Regions from separate parts of the Gasterosteus aculeatus genome. Here region 1 is linked to region 2. Evidence: chromatin contacts called from public Hi-C data. All regions are on one chromosome and are shown on one strand. The core of a region is the stretch at or near the end of the contact, and the rest is flanking DNA. Distances in the headings are between cores, read along the strand shown. Region 1 overlaps carmil3 (capping protein regulator and myosin 1 linker 3). Region 2 holds the start of carmil3 (capping protein regulator and myosin 1 linker 3).

Evidence for each region. A called contact is a pair of places that touch in the nucleus more often than the background predicts.
Region 1: a Hi-C map of whole body shows a contact between it and region 2, with 2.8 times the contacts expected there. The contact joins the enhancer-like site here to the promoter of carmil3 in region 2. A contact is called at or near these places in 3 of 6 Hi-C or Micro-C datasets (skeletal muscle, tail fin and whole body).

Annotation. Positions count from the first base shown.
Region 1 is chr3:3,328,998-3,336,288 of fGasAcu3.hap1.1, reverse strand. carmil3 (capping protein regulator and myosin 1 linker 3) reads right to left here. Exons shown (of 40, transcript XM_078098710.1): 31 at 7,100-7,287; 32 at 6,315-6,394; 33 at 4,009-4,128; 34 at 2,772-2,931; 35 at 1,851-2,211; 36 at 1,205-1,314; 37 at 915-1,116; 38 at 645-713; 39 at 262-372. Among protein-coding and RNA genes, the nearest start is that of LOC144405483, 16 kb to the left of the region's middle. Within about 2 kb of position 1,933, at least 4 of the 9 cell types and tissues checked have open chromatin away from gene starts, as enhancers often do.
Region 2 is chr3:3,270,561-3,277,360 of fGasAcu3.hap1.1, reverse strand. It overlaps carmil3 (capping protein regulator and myosin 1 linker 3), which reads right to left and starts at 2,795. Exons shown (of 40, transcript XM_078098710.1): 1 at 2,637-2,795; 2 at 582-676. The coding sequence starts at 2,688.

The DNA of each region.
Region 1 (7,291 bases), core at 684-3,183, 60 kb before region 2:
CCAAGTACTGAAAAGTCTATAATTGAGCTTTTTCTTCAGAAGTTGAGTCATACAATAAAGCTGTACACAACTTCTTCTGGGGATTTGAATTGACTTCATAAACCGAATTTCTCACAACATTTAATCAAATTAAAACTGTACACATATCAGCAAGAAATCGTTGTTTTGAGATAAACCCATCGAAAACTTCAGGGTGAAAAATTCCCCAGTTCCATGGTCATCACACCACACATATTGGCAGAAAGTGAAACAGGTACATACACCTGGTCCCAGCAGGGCAGTCCAGAGATCTGTTTCTGTATTGGGGGAAACGGGCCTGGATCCTGCGATCTGAGGACGTCTTCAGATCGTAGGGGCTGTCCCGCTCCGTGCCTGAGGGGAAATGGCACGACAACACACACAAGAGGGGGGGTGGGGGAATAAAAAAAGGGGGCGTAGGATGAAGGAGCCAGGAAGCTTTACGGGCAATAAAGAGACTCACGCTGCTTTTCTTGTGATAATAAGACACAAAGGCTTGTTTTGAATGAATTAAAAACAGCGAGATGTGCATCCGCCTCAGACGTCCATGCGTAAAACTAACCAGCATGCATGCTGCGTTCATCATGATGTGTGCAACAGATGGGGCAGCAGCAGTCATACAGTACCTATGTCAAATGAGTTGGACTTCCTGGTGTGACGCAAAGTTGCTGGAAATCCATTATGACCTTCTTCATCTGGTTAGTGAAATGGTGATAAAAGAAAAGAAGGTCGCCATTATCATCTTATATTATTATTATTATATTCTGTCTAAATGGACTTAAGGATGTCATCATATCAGATAGTACGATGTATACTGTATAATTATGGCCACTTTCTACTAGTAAAACTCAAATGTTTGTTATCTAACACATAACACAGTAAAGTTGTTACAGCACCTGGACTGAAAGGATCTGCCGCTTCTGTCCACGGCGTGGCTGACGGGGGTGGGCTCCTCCTCTCGGCAGCTCCCTCCTCTTGACTGATTGGCGGAGCGCTAGCCAAGCTCCTCCGCTCATCGCTGGATTCCTCCCCCGGACTCACGGGGAAGGTGTCGGGAGGGGGTTCCGGAGAGGTGTGGTCTCTCGAGAGGTGACCGGGCTGTGGGAGGGTTGAGAGGTCGCGAGTCACAGTGTTTGAGTGGGAAGCAGATGTTTGGCTGTGTGTATTTAACACGCTGTACACAAACCTTACTGGGAACCAGAGGACGCTGTCCCTCTGGCCCTCGCGCTGTCGGCTTCTCCTCCTGCTGCTTCCTTTCACCCTCGTCTTCTTCTCCTTGCAGCCTCCCTGCCTCCTCTGGAGAGACAGAAACACAGCCAGCAGAGTCTTAAAAATGAGCCGCCAGTAAAAAAAAAAACAAACACAGCCTGACCGAGGAGCCCGTCCATGCTGTCACTGGAAATGTAAGAAATCACTGCCAGACATATGAAGCACAAACCAAAACGAAAGGATAAATAAACAATGAAGCGTCTACAATGTTTAACATTTCTATGTTAAGTGCTTTTTACAACTTTAACACAAAAGGCTATGCATATGATAACCAGCGAAAGGGTCGTCACTTATCAGATCTTTGCTTGATGATGTTATTTCAAATGTCAAGTTGAAGATTTCCTCATTGATTTTAAGCGATGACCCGTGCCGGCCTCCAGCTATTTTACCGATGTCTTAATGGCATCGGAACCACAGAGTAAATAAATTTGTTTTGCCACCATCGTGATAGTTGGACAGCATCTAACAACCAGGGAAGCTGTTAAGATAAATAAATATGATACTCTGCTGTACTCTGAGGGAGAACCATCATATAACATCACTTTCTGTCTCAGATGCAGTACCTAAACTCTCCTGCAGGTGTCTCTGCCTCATCGCAGCCACACTCGGCTTGATGCACTGTGGAGGCGGCTCAGGCCTCGGCCCACAGGGGACCACAGCGCCCTCTCTGTCCTCCTCCGCGTCAGCCCTCGGGTCCGTCAGGGGTACGATCCTCTCCTGCCTGCCCTTCTCCATCTGCCTGTCAGTCTGGTGTTTGGAGGATGCCACGTGGCCGTTCGTTCGAGAGTCTGCAGGCACGTCGGAGATGGTGGTGGTTCGGTCCGTGTCTTGGTCCATCTCTTTAATGTTGCAGGTGCTGCTCCCATCGGAGTCCTCGATGTCTGCCCCGATGCAACTGTACACCATGCTGACCAGGTCTGTGGACTGGACAAGAAAAAGACAAAAGAAAAGATAGATGAGTCCTCGAACCGAAGTCACATACCTTATAATATAGTGTCTTGGTTTCTCGGTCTTCCATGACATACTGAGGCATTTAACCGTCTAGCCTGGTGGAAACCGCCATGAGAGTGAGGGCTACGATTAATATTTAATAATTCTAGTGAATTCAATTACACTAAAATTAAATTATCCTTCATTTTTACGGGGATGTCAAAGCCTCTCAAGGCTCAGTGAGGATCCTGCAGATCCAAACAGAGATTTGAAAATAGGCCACTTTTCTAAAAAGCTACACATGTCCAACACAGATAAAGACCGGGAACATCTATACACCTTGGCAGAAAATCTTTGCACATGTGCATTTACTACCGGCAGGATGGTGCACTATTCCACAGGGAAACACCGCAACATGTGCCAAACGGTTTGGTCCATTTGTACATCGGAGACACACACACGCGGAGTGACACTGTGCGTTGAAAGGATTCAGGATTCTCCGTCAGTAGTGAAGTGGTTGGAATTTGTCACTGTGACAGCCCTAAACAGCCCACCTGTCTTTGGACGGAGGGACTAGCGGCCCTCATCCCGTGCACAGGTACACTCTGCACGGGCCCAGGCAAGGGCATGGTCCCGTTGGCTCCAGGAAGCGTGCTCTCTGGCCTTCCCGCCTCCTTGGTGTGCTGGATCATTGAGTAGACGTTCTCTGAGGTGCTGCTGGAGCACACACATACACACAAAAAAAAACCCTGTAGATTGTGATGAGTGAATCACATCTATGCACATTTATTTGTTTGAGGTTTGACCCGAGGGGCACAGGGTGATATGAGGAAGTGCTTGGTGAGCTAATTGGCCTGTTACTACGTCACAAATACATTGTGCCTTAACAATCCGTACTCGGCATTAAAAAATATGTGTATGATAAATGTCTCTATAATCGGGAGAAGAGGTAGAAACTAAGCTAACCCGGCTAGGATCGGAGGCCACTCCGCCACACAGCCTGAACGGCCGCAGGAAAGTGAGACAGATGAAATGAGACTTGGAGGTGGAGGACTCTGTGTTACCATTAATGATGCTTGGTGAACAGGACAATGTTTCACGATGTCACAATTTTTGATGTTAAAATGTTTGCTGCAATTTCCTCCAGGATTGCTCTACCGTTGTGTTTAGCAGTCATGTTCCTCCTTTGTTAGAAACGGGCTACAAGTGCATTTTGTTGTAAGTCCCTGTGTTGCATGCTGCATTGCGTGCTGCATTATGACAATAAATAAAAGATGGCATCAATAATAAATACAATCCTTGAAGACAAAAGGATTGTGTGCAGGAGGCGGCGTGAGTGAACACAACAATGAACAATGTGGAGTGCTTAGCAACAACCTGCAGCCAGTCCAGCGCCGCAGCCGCGTCACCACTTTTAGGTCACAACTTTTGAGTTCAATTTGTAAGCACCTCAGTCTGTTAAGATGCATACACAGCTTTCACTGAGTGCCCTTTTCTTTACAAAAACACCTACTGAGTTATTAATCGGTGGGTTTCTCCTCCCTGCAATGCTGCTGTCGATGGTTTCCTAAACCATGGGTGCCGTTATGTAACGGCAGTGTCAACGAATGCAACGCAACACAGAGTTCAGTAGGAGACAGCAAAATATTTTCTCCCATTAAAATATTTATAAGGCAATGAAGTGACGTCAGCGGCCACCGCCGGATCCCTTCCACAGCGGTCTCCTCCTCTGGGTCTGTGCACTGGGTGGGGTCACTCTCGCCCCCTCCCTCCACCACGCCGCACACTCACTCTGAGTCCTGATTGGAGATGGTGGAGTTGCGGTTCTTGCGGAAGCCGGAGAAAATGGACAAAACGCTGCGTCTCTTCTTTCTCCTCAGCGACTGGCCCTGATGTAGGTAGGTCAACTGACTGAAGGAGAAGGGGGGGGGGGGTAAAGACAGCAGATTAAAAGAGGATAGATTGTGTATTATGGATACATCTGGATTCATCTGTAGAATTACTGCCAACTAGCCATTGACCACTTATGTCAACGGACCATTTGGCCTTAACGTTGCAGTTTGAGTGGACGTGTGCAGATGGTTTAATATGCGAGACAGACGGCAGCAGGCGGTTTATTCTGCCTCAATGAATCTTTTTCATGCCCTGCTGGTGAGCATTAAACACATGCTGTCATGTGAACTTGTAACTGTTAATGAAATACTATTTTCATGTGGTTCCATTAGTCAGTAATGTTCAATTGGCATAATCTTAAGCCATGCATCATTATATTACAATCAAAACCGTCCAGTTGATGATATACACAATTAAAGTAAGATGTTAATAAATTGCTCGCTTAACGTTGACCTTGAACGTGTTTTTATTGTTGTTAGAACAACTCAAAAGTCTCCACCTATTGTACTACTAATAATGATAATACAATATTGAATGATTTGCAATATTGGCCTGACGGTAGAGAAGCTACGTTTTTGGCAAATACTTGAAAATGCTCATAATGACTCTTATTACTGAAGTAACACCCTAAAATCAGACTTTGACAGGTAGACAAAGTGCTGCTTCGTCACAACACGGCGTTAACATATAGTATAATGTACACGTTGAATCACCATGGAACACAAACTATTTATCAACCCTTCAGAACATAAGCATTAGCAGTTGAAGTTTCTGAGGCAGCCAATATCACCCTTTTTCAAACCTTTCAGAGTTCATGGTCTCCCCGTCCTCCTGAAGGACATATCTGACTAGCTGCTAATGAGTCCACTGTGTTTACAGCTAGGAACAATTAGTGAACCAAAATAGAAAAAGACCAAAACACTGTGCTAAAAGATTGGTCTGCTTGGTGGAGCTTTGTGGTTGCTGTTGTTTTCATGAAAGCAAACAGTTGTGTTTGTTCAGTATATAATTGCTTTGCCGCAGATCGGTTTTCACAGGCAGCCAGTAAGGTCTCTAATACAGCGCAAGACCACAGCTCCAAAGAAAATGAGCCCGTAAACAGCAGGACAGATTGTGACAGTAAACAAGATGATTTATTTCATATTACGGTTTGTTCTGGTTATTGGACAAATAGAGCTACAAATTAGGCCTCCATGCAAAACAGACTCCACTACATCGCCAAAGTGCTTGAGAGGCATGCTGTCCATTCATCTTTGCCCCCACTACAGGACATGAGAGCATAAAAGCACGGACAAGGACATTGAATATACCCGTTGTTCTGCATGTGCATGTGTGTGAGTAGCACGCAGAAAGAACACCTCTTACGGAGGGGAGCTGGAACATCAGTCGTTGGTGCAGGAGGCTGCTTTATTGTTTGTGAGTTTGTGTCTAGAGCCGATGTACAAAGAGTCTCGCCCACTAAAAGCATCGGCAGCTTCATACAAAGCTAAATGCGTTTAAAGAGTAAAGAAAGACTACCCCATTTGTAAAGGCCGCAGATTTCTATTATTCACTTAGTGAAATAATTCTGTCCCATTTCACACTGATCATTTTAACTGATTGATAATTGTTTTTCAATGTTCTAAGGAAGAAAACAAACAAACTGAAACGTTCTCCCTTAATTATGAATTCTATAATCATAATTTTAACTTAGCATATTGTAATTAGAACATTTTTGAATGATTATGAGATGTTTATCCAATAATTGTGATAAAAACAGTAAGTCAGTTTAGGCAGACTGAAATGAAACTGCACTTTCCTTTCATAGCTGGAGGCTTTAAAAGAGTCAATATTCATGCTGGTTGTCAACATTGCCACAGAGTTTTAGTTAGTTGTTACAGTTAGGAACAGATGAAGAATTTACTTAAAACCTGCATTAAAATGATAAGCAGTGAGGATAAATTAGCACATTTTAAATTGAGAGGCAATGTTATTTACACAGTTAGCGGATGCTGAGGAAGTGTTCTTTGTGCCTCCTGTTGCAGTGTCCCCTTCTGCTGCGATAACACTGAAAACGTCCTTCCTGTGGGGCTAATAAAGGTCAATCATATAGTTTGATCTATGTGTGCGCTGTCTGCTCCATGGTTGTGTGTTTTCTTTGGTGCGCTAAGCGAGCGATACATCTGTGGAATAATGTGAATCCAGTGGCAGATTTTGTGAGCTACCTGTCAGGTAGGACTCTCTTGCTGTAGAAATCAGGTAGTCCGTCCTCCAGCATACTGACTCCTCCGTTCTCCGAACCATTCTACACACACACACACACAGGAAACAATTGGTAAAAAATTGGATAACGACGATCCATCTACCATGTCGACATAACACTGAGAGGCTGACAAAAGGTTTCATCATTTTAAATGGCTGGCTGGGGTCGTTTGTAAAACATCATCATGCCCCGCTAATGGGGTTTGTACAGATTTAGAAGAAGCTTTTTTTTTTTATATATATATATTTTTTTTACAAAGTCTCAAAACAGAGAAGCCGCTAAGCTACAGGCCGCCCCAGGCAGATGTCGGCGCATGATAAACAATCAAGTCACACATGCAACAGCTTCCTACTTTAAAAGGAACTTATTTTTGGAAAGTGCCCCTAGCGCGGAAAACAAGATAAATAGACTGTAATGCGGTAGAAAGAGACTTCTGACAAATAAACATCTCGGGTCTACTTTCTCACCTCAACACGCCTCTGAAGCTCAGTGTAAAAACACTGAAGGAGTGAGCTTCATGCTGCAGCATGAGAGCCACAAATGGTGGCAGTTACAGTGGTGCCAATAGCCCAATAAAGACTCCTTAACCTTCCCGGTGCAATATAAAGACCCAGATGCTTTGAAAAAAACCAATCTGTTTATGGTCTTCTTCTTCTTAAGCTTCTTGCGGCGTTTTACACAAGAAACTTGAGGGAAAATGAAGCGCACACTAAGCTCCCCGAGGTCACTGCCTCGCCTTTGACTTACAGATTCCGGTGGAGGGTGACCGGCTCTGTATCTCCGCGGCGGGCGAGGCCTGGCGTGGGTCACGTGACGCAATGGTGAGCCGTTGGTTGGGAGGGTGGACAGACACTCCCACGATTCCGAGTGGGTAAGAGTGGCAGAGTGCGGTGGGGCCGAGGGGGTCGGAGAGGGACTGGGCTCCTCACCAAGACCTAC
Region 2 (6,800 bases), core at 1,546-4,045:
GAGAAGCACTGATTAGTGGTTTTGATTTGCTCGCCCATCGGCCACCAGCACGGCCGCCTAATTGACCATTTCAGACCAACAGCAGAGCAGTAAGCAGCTCCATGAACACGTCGCAGGTGGACCACACGTCCTCTGGCATACACCCCTCTCCTTTGGGTCAAACTAATGTATGTACAGGAAGGAGCCTCAGTATGTAACCCATGTGAACTGCACGCACGCACGCGCGCGCACACGCGCACGCACGCACGCACGCGCACACACACACACACACACGTCTGTGGCATTAGGGCCATCCTGCCACATCTAATAAACAGTGAGGACGGACTCAGTAGGCCACGTCCACTTCACTCTGCTTAGGCAGCATCTGTCTTAAGCCCGATTTCCACCGCGTCTGTTGGAGTAATCTGTGGCTTCTTACGGCTCTTCCAATTTGTCGCATTAACTTACATTGATTTCCATTTTCAGGGGCCATTCCCTTCCACACCTCATGCGCAAAGACGCTTTCACTTTAACAATGAGAGACGGTTTCAGGTGACCTGGTGTGAGGGAAGACAGGGGGGGTTTAAGGGTGTTGGCCTCACCAGAATCCTGTCCTCTGTTTTGCCGCTTCTGGTGTCCTGCTTGATGGCTCGCACAAACTTAACAGCCTGCTTGTCCAGCGCCTTCCTGACGCTCTCTGGAGGTACGAGGGGAGAAAATGACATAATATCAGAAGTTGTTGTTGTTACGGTGGAAAACCACAAATTCCTGTGTACAGCTGGGTGAAAAATGAGGCAGGTAAAATAAATTGAATGCATAAATGTGGAGAAATATGAAGGATGCACCGATTTGACACAAATTCTGTGAACTCAGGATATAAAGCTGCTCAGATAGCAGGGCTCCACTTTGATCCTCGCAACATGGCCTATTAGGTCATTCCTCTATGTGTGAGCTTACATGGTGACACTTCCTATTACTATTAAGAAAGTCACCCAGTGCAACAACAGAAGACAATTGTGCTCCTGTTGTGACAACAAAGAGTAATTGCTAGCAAATATTGATAAGTAAGGCAATAATGTGCACGAGGGGTTGCCATGGTGCTCAACATTCTGCCTACAGCTCAGCGAGACCGTGCAAAAGGGAACCGCTGAATTTCATAACTGCAGTAAGATCCGGCTGTTCAATTTTAGAAAAATGTGTCGATGTCTCAGTGAAAACGCCGCGTCGAAGGTGATGTTGGACCGGTGGATTTAATGACAGCCGCACTGGAGTGAGCAGGCCCAAAGAGCAGTAGATGGCTGCACAGACACAAACTTGAGGACATCAGACACATACACACACTTATAAATGCACAAACACACCTCCAGCTGAGGGGGACTCATGGTTATTTTTAGCCTTAGAGAAGAAAAAAAAGGAGTAGCCCGGTTGATCTCAATGGAGACCTATCGCTGCATCTTTAGAGGCTTCTGCTCCACCCCACAACATTGTCCTGCTGAAGCTCAGTGAACCGCACCGGAGGCCTCCTCCATTTACATCTTTTCCACCACAACCAACATAACACAAAATGCTCCTGTATTCACAAACACAACGCAACCTATATCCTGCAAACACGCACATATGTCTGCCGGATGTGTGAATATTCACATATCAAGCGGAGGGGGGGGCACCAGATGGAGATCAAGCTGTGTCAAGACACTCCATCGTGTCACAATCTAAACAACTCTCTTTCGACGTGAGTGCTGCACAACCCAGAGCTATCACTATTCGACATCCAGCAACCCATGAAGTTGCCTATCCACCCGAGGACGAGGTTGTGGATGGAGTAGTGTGTGCGTGTGTGTGTGTGTGTGTGTGTGTGTGTGTGTGTGTGTGTGTGTGTGTGTGTGTGTGTGTTGTGTGTGGTGGGGAGGGGGGGGGGGCTGTGGATCACACCGGCAGATCGAAGGAGGGATCAGCTGAAGACAAACAGAGAGTTATTGACATTAAGCTGTATAAGAACCAATCGCTTAAACCTTTCAACACACTCCGTGACGCCCCCGAGGCCTGTTGGCTTGACCTCAGCACCGGCCCCCAGGACCAGGGTGAAGAGGGGCAGGAGAAGGGAGGAAGAGGAAGGAGATGAAGTAGGATGGGTCAGTCCTCCTCTTTTCCACTTAAATCCCATCTCATATCCCCACAAACTTCTTTTACAATTTAATGAATCTGAGCCCCCCTACCTAGTTATCATAAACCCAAATCCCCCTTCCAGGTCTTGCCCCTCCCCCCTGGCAGGTGTGTCGCCGTTGTAAATCCCTCCTGCTCTTAACACCAGACAGACGGAGCTTGACCAGCGGGATTTAACTCGCGTCTGGACCAGCAGTGAGAGACGCGCATCAACGTGTACGCATGTGTGTGTTGTATGTGCATTGTCTACGCAGAGAGCTGAACCCACGCTGCACGTTGAAGCGCTCAGTCTTGCTGTAACTCCCACGCGCACGAGATGAAAACTCGCAGCATCACTTTTGCATCAAGAAAATAACTCTGACCCCCCCCCCCCCTTCTTTTTACAAATCAATCGCTCCGATGGGTTCATGATCTCTCCGGACGCATTTTCCTGCGGCAAAAACATCCGAGTTAAAAAGCGAACTAAAAAACAAGGAACTCGGGATGGTGCTTACCTGTAATTTCTCTGCTGACGGAGCCCGTCGTTGAAGTCTCCTTTGCGGCCATGGTTCCTCCTCCCCTCCCCTTTATGTTATCGCCTCTCCGCGCCTGCAGGTGCTGCGGCCAAAGCAACAGTCCCGACTGAGTGGAGGCGCGCAGCGATCCTGTAGCGCGCAGTAGAGAGAGAGAGAGAGAGAGAGAGAGAGAGAGAGAGAGAGAGAGAGAGAGAGAGAGAGAGAGAGAGGACTTACTCAGCACAGAGGCGGATTCATTGATGCTCGTCTGTAGTTTAATTAGTTTGAGGAGGATCGGTTGACTGGCTAGAAAGGATCTGGGATGCATAAACAATAAAGAAAACGGCGGTAATGAAAATCCAACGCGGCGAGTTAGTAAATCAGAATGGCAGTAATTAGAACGATCGGTCAAAAAAAACAATGAAGGAGCGTTTCACTAAAGGAACAGTTTGCCGCTGTATTTTTTTCTTGAATAAATACATACATAAATTAATAATTTTTCAGTTGTTTTTTAATTAAATCAAAAGTAAATACTTTAAGAACCAATTTTCCCTAATGTCACAGTGAAGTTGTCACCTGGCCACGCCCCCTTCACCTGTCACTTGACCGTCAATAGCGGAAGCTAACGTGGCTACCGTTAGCTTCAATCTACGAACAATGTGTAGTGCACATTTAGCATAACAACGCTAGACGTGCTTCCTTACCTAGCTAGCTTGGTTTTATAGTTACTTTATATTTAAAACACAGAATTAAAATGAAGAGAAAGCGAAAACATTAGCAGGTAACAGTTAAAGGGCCAATTCCGTGTAAACGCAGCGCTTTGATTCCAAAGACGTTCTCAAAGAATCAACTCGGCGAAGAGTAAAGACACACATAGACTAACATTACCTGAGACCACTGTGGCGTTCACGCATTCATTACTTTGACTATGAAGAGTGGTTTCAGGCACCGACAGAGGATTTTACTTTGGATATTAGGACTAAATTGGAGAAGCGGGCGCCATTAGTAATAAATGAATCTGCTCGGAGCCCAAGGGCACATGTGATTGGCTGAAAGGCTGAGGGGGGCAGTTCCTGATGACGGCCAACTGTCACGAACAGGGTCATGAAATTAAAAAAAAGCTTTTCAATGTCTGTATTTTGAAATAAAAGTGAACTCCAATAAAACTACTATTGTGAAAATATTATGACAATTGTAGTTTTTGAATAGATTTAACTGTTTCATGATTAATTGGTTGTATTGTACTGTATTAAATGTACATATTGGATTATATATATCAGAATGTTTGACTTATTTAAGAAATAGTGAAGACTTTATTCATCCATAATGTTTTTGTATTGAACCTTCATCTCTTTCAAGTGTGTTCTGTCCAAAATAGGCTGGATTAATATTTAGGTTAATTAAAAATGGCAGAAAGACAGAAAACTAAGCACAATCAACAGAAATGCACATGCAATTCAATTACAACAGTTATATTTCTATGCCAACAAAAGAGTTTCATCCTAGAAGCAAAGTTAAATTGCACCTTACAACACCAACAGTTGAAAAATGAATTTCAATGATTTTATTGACGCTAAATGACCTCCAAAATATGAGCAGTAAGACGAGCAGATTCTGTAATGGAAATACTAGTGTGAGGTCAGTAAACCTGGCTTTTTAATTTCCTGGTGGACCACTGAAGGTAAACCTGCATTGTCAGAACAATTTTGAACACTCGATCTTCAAAATATTCATGGTTAGATCAATAGAAAGGCTTTACAGAGTCAAAGCATTTACTTGCATTCCCATATTCCCCTGTGTCTGCCTATTTGTTAAGAGAAAATATGTGATTTGAAGGAATCTTAAATATCTCTTCACGTGAAAGTAATGTTTCTATTGTGTTGAAGCAGAAAGTAGATTTGATGCTTTTTGTGATACATGTGTTTTCATGGCAATATTTCTGTAATGATGTGAAGTGGAATGGAGTCATATATCAAACCGTTTTATTCGGTGCCTTCCTCCTCGGGAATTGCGAGATCACCACTTACGACTGAGATGGGTTTTGGGAGGTAGAACTGAGACCAGGTTGAAGCTTAAGCTGTAACACTGATGTATGATTCACCCCCTCATCTGAGTGGCTGCCACTTGTCATTGCTTATGCAACACAGTTCAGCTGGGTCTTTTTTTTGTTCATACAGAAAGCCAGAATTAGACCAGGATTTTATTAACCATTTCAGTCCCACACACCACCATCCTGCCATGACAATTGTTCACATGACGACACTGATGAATGGGTGGTTGGAGGGTGCAGCTGTGTCTGTGGTCATTTATACACTCAGAAGTTGGCCCTAACAAGCAACAAACATGCAAATGCAAATGCATGCATGCGTCTGTGTGAGTTTGCGCATGTCTGTGTGAGTCCTTTGTGTCTGCGTCCCACTGATACTTTACAGTGATGAAAGAAGACTTAGTGGGGGGCATTATGCCAGAGACAGGGGGGAGGGGGATGTCGCAGGGGTACCAAGAAATAATCAACAGGAATAGGAGTTTCATGGTTGTGTGTGTGTGTGTGTGTGTGTGTGTGTGCGTGCAGGGCCTATAGCCAGATTGGATCGGGTTAAAAACTTCAGCGCTGTTCAAAGATGCACTTGAAAGGACGTGCCATTATTTATTCATCAGTGCAGCATTTCATAGAGTCGAGATGCTCAATATGCCCTCAATTACTACTTGGTCTAGGTAGTCCCTGTGCTGGCATGACATAAAAGCTTTTTACTGCTCAGACAGCTATGTGTTTGAAGCAGACAAGGCTTGTGTGTGTGTGTGTGAAACTACAAAGAACACTTTTTGTTGAAAATATGTTTTTGCTCTACTTGATTTGTCCCAAAAGTACTATTGTAACATGTAGTCGAAAAACATACTCTATACATTAAAGGGAGGGGTTATAGAATGTTTCACACTGGAGGGAAAACAACTGTTATCCCGACAATAGAGTGAAATAACTGGACAACCTTTGCAAGGTTGGACAAGTGGAACGATTCACATATCGCAGCTTCACTCAGAGAGGGAGAAGAAGAGGAGTGCGAAGCACTCTGGCACCCACTTCCATAACAGCCAGCGTATGTAACAGCGCCAGCAGCTGCCACATCACAGTTGTTCCTGATGTCGGTAATGACTCAAGATGATGTTTCAAAGCAAGCTTTTTGATCCCACTCCAACATTCACCAAAGTGCTAGAGTACCTCATCTGTGGGCAACAGAGCTGTGGTACACTGCCCTCGTCTGGTTGAACACGGTCAGCATCAGTACCACGCACACACGTTTATTTGATGTCAAGACTTCTGCTCTGATTTAAATTTTACTCATCTGCCAAAGCACCAATTATGGCCTGTAATAAAAAATATATTCAAAGTAAAGACACTGTTATGGAAATTGTACTGCAGTAACACAATTTAAAGTATTTTTCATTCTGTGGGCATTTTTAATTAGTTTAGTCACTGATTCTCGGTGGAACTAGTTTAATTACAGGATGCAGTTTGGGCCGGGGGCTCCCTAAAGGGATCGGTTTCTGTAGTACGTTGGTCTGAATGTATCACTTGTTAAAGGCCGCTATAGAACAAAGTGTTCTTCCCTCTTTTGTTTTCATTGTAGAAAATATTCTTTGTCATTTGTCATCTTTAATCGTGTCGGTACCGCGGGGTAAAATTAGCTGTGGAGAGGCACATTTACAATGATGTTGTTGACGTCCATGTTGATTAATGTGCACTGTGTCACTTAAATGATGTAGACAAAGTACCTGAGTTTCTTTTCATACATATGTATGAATGTGTATACATATAAATTGTGTGTAAACAAGTCCTAAATTAGGCACATTGTCTTAAAATCTTGTACAAGACATGTCGTCTCACTGACTATATACTCATTAAAAAAGGAGTGAAATAAAGGTCTTATATCTCAGGGGGGGAAACTGGCCAAATTGTACAAACAGTGGTACAATTAGCAGAAGCCACCAAAAACCAGTTATACGAGCCGAGGCCAGGGAAAATAACTTAATTTGGGTTGAAAGCGTCCAAGTTGGCAACACTGTTGAGGCCCAACATAAATCTGAGGAGCCGTTTAAGGAGACGATTAATGTAACAGGGTCGAAGGAAAACTATAGTTCAGCTAAGATGTGTTTGGTTTGTTTTTT